Regions from separate parts of the Oryctolagus cuniculus genome. Here region 1 is linked to region 2. The links are chromatin contacts, called in public Micro-C maps. All regions are on one chromosome and are shown on one strand. The core of a region is the stretch at or near the end of the contact, and the rest is flanking DNA. Distances in the headings are between cores, read along the strand shown.

Region 1 (2,700 bases), core at 120-2,619, 520 kb before region 2:
AGCACCCCGAAACTTAACAGTGGTGCTAAGGAAAACTCAGCCAATAAACAAAGTAAGGAAACAAACTCGTTACAGTTGTCCGTTCCACAGCAATCGCCACAGGAAAGGCACCTGGATAACCACAGGCAACGGAACGTGGTCAATCACCTACATGTGCGCCAACAACCGCCAAGCTGCACTTGGCGAGAAGGAGCGACAAGCTTCCCAGACAAGGCTATGCAGGAGCACCTACCCTCGACCGCCACACCTGGCTGTGCAGCCGCTAACACCGGTTAACAGCGTGGTCTCAATCGGGCACCTCTCCGAGGTGCAGGCCAGCAACACAACTACTAAACCCTAACTTTTTTTTTTTTTTTTTCTGGACGGCTACTGGGCATCCAACAGTTCGGGAAAATTCCTCCACACCCACCGAAGACCGGTTCAAAAGCCAGGCGTTCATCGTTCCAGCCTTTTAACACCATGCCAAGTCGCTTTCATAAAACGCAACTTCCCCCAGTAACCACTAATTAGCGCTCTCAAAAAGTACTCGTTTTTCTGGTTACGGGGAAGCATCACGCTTCTCTCCTCTTGCAGGACTGGGAGGAAGGGAGCAGAAGATATGGAGCGTCCTGCTGGCAAATTACTACGCAGAAAAAACCCTTTACCTCCTTTCCCCCAGAGCGGGCGGGAGGACCTTATCAAGTTTGAGGTCTTTGCGTTGAAATGGGCGGGACAGGCTCCAACTACCATGATTGGGGTGGGGGCCACAGGCGATGCCGACCCTCGTCGGCAGGCCTGGTCTTCATCCGTTCCCTGGATCTCTCCCCAAAAGGAAGCCTCGTGGCAACTCGGGTGATGAAACAGCCGGCCTCGGGCGGCCACGGCTCGTACCCGCCCCCACCTGGTCCGCCCGGCCCCAAGCAGCACCGCCATGGAGGGTCCCCGGCCTGCACCCCTCCCAGGCGTCGGGGCTCCCCCGGGCCGGGCCGCCCTGGCCAACTTCCTCGCAGCCACGCGCGGACCCAGTCGGAGCCATGTCCCACTGCCCCCCGAGCCCCAAGTCACCTTCCCTATCACTCCATCTCGCCAGTCCGCCTGCACTGCCCAGGGCCGGTGAGCCGAGCGGAGCGGCGCTGCACGCAGGGCGCAGGGAAAGCGGCCCTCGTCCTTGTCGCCGTAGTCCTCCGCCACGACAGCAGAGCCAACGCCGGGGACCGAGCCGGCCGCGCGCCTCTCACCGCGTCGCGTACCCTGTCGCCTTCTCCTGCGTGGCGCGGGGCAGGCAAGCCAGCGAGCAGGCGGGCGGGGTCGGCGCCCCAGGAAAGGAAAGAGCGCGAGGGCCGGCTAACGCCGCCGCTGCCGCTGAGTCAGCGCGAGGCGCGCTCCCCGCGTCGGTGCCGCGCGGGCTAGCGCCAGCAGCCTCATGGAGAGTACAGACGGCCGCCCGCGGGCTGCGGCCGGGGGCCTACAACTCCCAGCATGCAACGGGCAGGCGGCGCTTCCGGGCGGCGTGGTCGCCCGGGCCTGTGTGGTGCATGCCGGGACGAAGCATCTGGCCCCGAGACGCTCAGGGCTCTTCCCGGGTCCTGGCAGGCCTTTGAGCCGTGCGGTCCGGTTGTCTCCGAGCGTTCGGTGAAGGCTTCGTGCAGCAGTTGGTAGGTTAGAGAACAGAGTTTCGGAAACGTCGGCGACGTGGTTCAAATCACGTGTGAGGCAGAAGTTTAATTCCTTTCGTGTGGTCCCACGTGACCCGAGTTCAGGGGTGTGAGCATCCGCTGAGTGCTGACAAGTTTTGCACGTCGTTTTAAATTGTACGGGGAAGGGAGCAGAGTACTCCTAGGAAGCCCGACTCCTAAGTTCTCTTGGTGGCACCAAATGTCCAGTTTTTTAATATGTTAGTGCAGCGCAGAGGTACTGAGTCTCCAGCTCCACGGAATTGAGTCCCAGGCCCCGCCTCATAGTTGCCCTTAGGCGCATTCCTTAACTTGCATATCTAAAATGGGGGTACTAGTGAAGGGAGTATGCGTGGATTTCAAAAAACTTTTGCACCAAAATAAACCTTCTGTTTTACACAAACCTTTTGAGGTCTTCTCAGTTCCAGGTTCCAAGAGCTGTGAGAATTGAGCTAATGCACGTGTTTGGCACACTGTAATGCTCAGTCTCTAGGTCTCATTGTTGACTATACAGTATGAATTGGAAGGGAGAGAAATGGAATAAAACTAATGTTACAACTACATTTATTTAGTCATCCCGTGTGCATGATACTGCATTAGGCAACTCATATATAAAATATTTTTAATCACTTTTGCATCACATGTCTAACTTACTGTTTAAAATGTTGGGCTAGGATTCCTGTCCTGTGTGTTTCAGTGTATCCCTTAGAGCCAACACCGGTGCCAATCTGTAGTTACAACTCAATAAATGAGTTGCATGAATTATTCCATTAGCTGTGATGGTCAGCTATGGACTGTGGAAGCTCGGTAATAATCCTGGTTCAAGTGGCTTTGCATTGTGTGATATGTTTAGCATATTTCACTGTCTCATCTTAAAAGAATTCACTATGTTGTTTTGTAACTGGATTTCCTTGCCTTTTTTTTTTTACTTTGTACATGGATTTTATACATACTTCATATGTTAAATATCATACAAAGTTTATATAGCTTATCTAGTATCTGTAGCTTATCTATAATTTGGTGACTGGCCTTTCCTTCATGGTAGTTC
Region 2 (2,700 bases), core at 192-2,691:
GCACGATTCCCACGAGTGTGGAAGATGGCACTGAATCCCGGCCGTTGTAAAGGAGGAGTCAGATTCCACTAGTCACAGCTTGGGTTAACTGTCAGGGAAGCTATTTTACAAAAGAGGTGACTCGCCCCTACAGACAACCGTGCTAAGGTCTCCGAGCCCGCACTCCACGAGGCTCCAGACCCTTGGTGTTCAGACTTCACAAAAATGACTCCATTCCATGTTGTGACAATGGTATCCTCTAAAAGCAATGAATGAATGAACCACGGTGGGAAGCGGTCTGGGATTACCGGCGCCGCCTGCCTCCCTGCCTCCCCAGGTAAGTTGCACAGCCCAAGGTGGTTAAGTTAAAGGCAGTCTCTTCCCCCGACCAGAGCTTCGGGCCGGCAGCTGGGAGACGCCAGCCGGTCTCCTGCTCCCTGTGGGTTTCTCGGGATTGGGATGGGGACTGGGCTGCAGGAAGCGCCCCGGTGGCCCGGCCGGGGCTCGGGCTGACCCTCGCCGCCTTCCTCCCACGCAGACACCAAGTTAGAAACCCAACTCCCCCACACAATGACAAGAAGGCACACAAAAGGAGCCAGGCGGCCGCTCCCATCCTTACCTTTGACTTGACTTTCATACTCGGCTATGATCTCTTTGTCCTTCTTGAATCTGCTCGGGGTGGACATTCTCCGGCTGTTCCGGGCTGGCTTGCGGTGGGCAAGTTCCGTTCAGTGGTCACGCAGCGGAGAGTGGGACCACCGCGGCCGAGAAGCCGAGGCGGCGCCGGCAGGAGGGAGGGGAGGGGAGGAGGAAGAGGAGGAGGAGGAGGAGGAGAAGGAGGAGGAGGAGGAGGCACCCAGGAGCAAGCCGGGGACTAGATCAACCCGGGCGCTGGCACCATACTCTCGCGCTAGAGCCGCCGTGGGCGATCCCCCCCGGGGGCCCGGGGCTCGCGGCCGGAGAGGCCGGACGCGCGCGCGGTCCAACTCCGGCGAGCGCGTGGCGGGGGGCGTCTCCCTGCCCTCCCCACCCGGAGCCGGGCCACTTCCTCTACGAGCGCTGGGCGGACGCGGGGATCGCGCCGGCGCTCCACACCATTGTTAGAGACCCGCACGGGGCGCCCGGGGCAGGGCTAGTCGCGGAGGGCGGGCGCTCGACCCTCCCTTCCTGCCTCCAGCCGCCGGCTCCGGCGCTCAACGGTCCCGCCCGGGCTGGGGATGCTCCGCCGCCTGCAAACCCGGCTGCGATCGCCCCGGCAGGCGAAGGGAAACCGTGGTCCTGGAGCGAGTTCCCGCTGCTGACCCGCAGGGTGGCGGCTGCGATGTTCGAAGGCGCCCCGGGCGCAGCCCCCGCGGACTTCAGATCTCCGGTGCCGGCGCCGGGAGCGGCCTCTGCCTCCTTGGCCACGGGGCGCCGAGGCTGCCTCTTTTCTCCTCGTCCGCCTTTCCGCGGCTGCCCCCAGGAGGCCGCCGGGGACCAGCACACTCGCGCACGCACCCGGGGCAGCCGCGCCCCCGGCGGCAGCAAAGTTGACGCGCGCTCGGCCCGCGGCTCGCGGGCGCCCCAGCCAGCGTTCTGCGGGCGGCGGCGGCGGCCGCTCGGGGCTGCGCGAGGCGGGGCAGGGCTCGCGGGAGAGGCGGGCGGGAGGCCAGTGCCCTTCCCCGCCCTCGCCCCCGCCCGCTCGGCAAGGAAACGCCGGGCTCGTCTGGGAAGATGGATGCCTCTTGTGGCCAACCGCAGCCGGGCCCCGGGCGCCGGGTCCGGGCGGCCGTGGGCGGCGCCCCTGCGCCTCCCTGTGCGGCGCGCGGAGGCCAGGATCGCTGCCCCCGGCAGCTGGAAAACCCCCCTCCTGGCCGAGGGTGGGCTCCTTGGCAGGGCGCCTTGCAGGATCCCGTGGAGAAGTCCAGAGCTGGACGTTGCCGTAACCTGGGGGACGGGGACGGGGGCGGGGGGGGGGGACCTCGAGGTGTCGGGCTCCCGTAGGAAAACCGAGCCTGGATTGTGTAGGATCCTGCTGTTTAGCACCGTAGAGGAGCCCGAAGGTTTTCCATCGAGGGCAGGAAGAACATCTATCAACCACACTCTGAGCCGGATTGGTCCAAGTGGTTGTGACCAAAGGCGTGTCCAGCACCCAAACGTTTTTCCCCCTGCGAAATCTTCAGAGATTTGTGGTCATTCATCCATGTATACAGTGGATACACCTTGGGAATGCTCCGTGCGGGCCAAACACCAAACAGCACTGTAGGGATTCAGAGATGGGGATTCGTAGTCTGTTGGATAAATAAGTAATTATTTTAAAAGATTTATTTATCTTTTTGAAAGGCAGAGTTTCAGAGGCAGAGAGAGAGAGATGTTTTCCATCCTCTGGTTCACTTCCCAAATGGCTACCAGGACCCAGACAGGAGCTTTTTACAGGTATCCCACGTAGGTTCAGGGGCCCAAGCACCCAGGCCATCTTCTGCATTCCAGGCACATTAGCAGGGAGCTGCATCGAAAGTGGAGCAGCCTGGACTCAAACTGGCACCCGCATGGGATGCTGGCACTGCAGGCAGTGACTTTAACAGCTATGCCATAGCGCTGGCCCAATAAGTGTTTACAAGCAGTGCCGGGCTTGGGGAAGGGGAGTGAGAAGGACAAACGGACTGCACTTGTGTCAGGGCTTCGGGGGAGTCCAAGTCTGAACTGGGTGTAAAGGCTGAGGAATGAACAGATGGCTGAGGA

What was found. Hi-C and Micro-C count contacts between places; a contact is called where the count stands out from the background.
Region 1: a Micro-C map of ear pinna shows a contact between it and region 2, with 5 times the contacts expected there. The contact joins the promoter of XPOT here to the promoter of SRGAP1 in region 2. A contact is called at or near these places in 4 of 6 Hi-C or Micro-C datasets (ear pinna, embryonic fibroblasts, psoas muscle and 1 more).

Annotation. Positions count from the first base shown.
Region 1 is chr11:66,563,893-66,566,592 of mOryCun1.1, reverse strand. It overlaps XPOT (exportin for tRNA), which reads right to left and starts at 1,369. Exons shown (of 25, transcript XM_051845640.2): 1 at 1,230-1,369.
Region 2 is chr11:66,040,394-66,043,093 of mOryCun1.1, reverse strand. SRGAP1 (SLIT-ROBO Rho GTPase activating protein 1) reads right to left here and starts at 1,441. Exons shown (of 21, transcript XM_070052569.1): 1 at 599-1,441. The coding sequence starts at 665.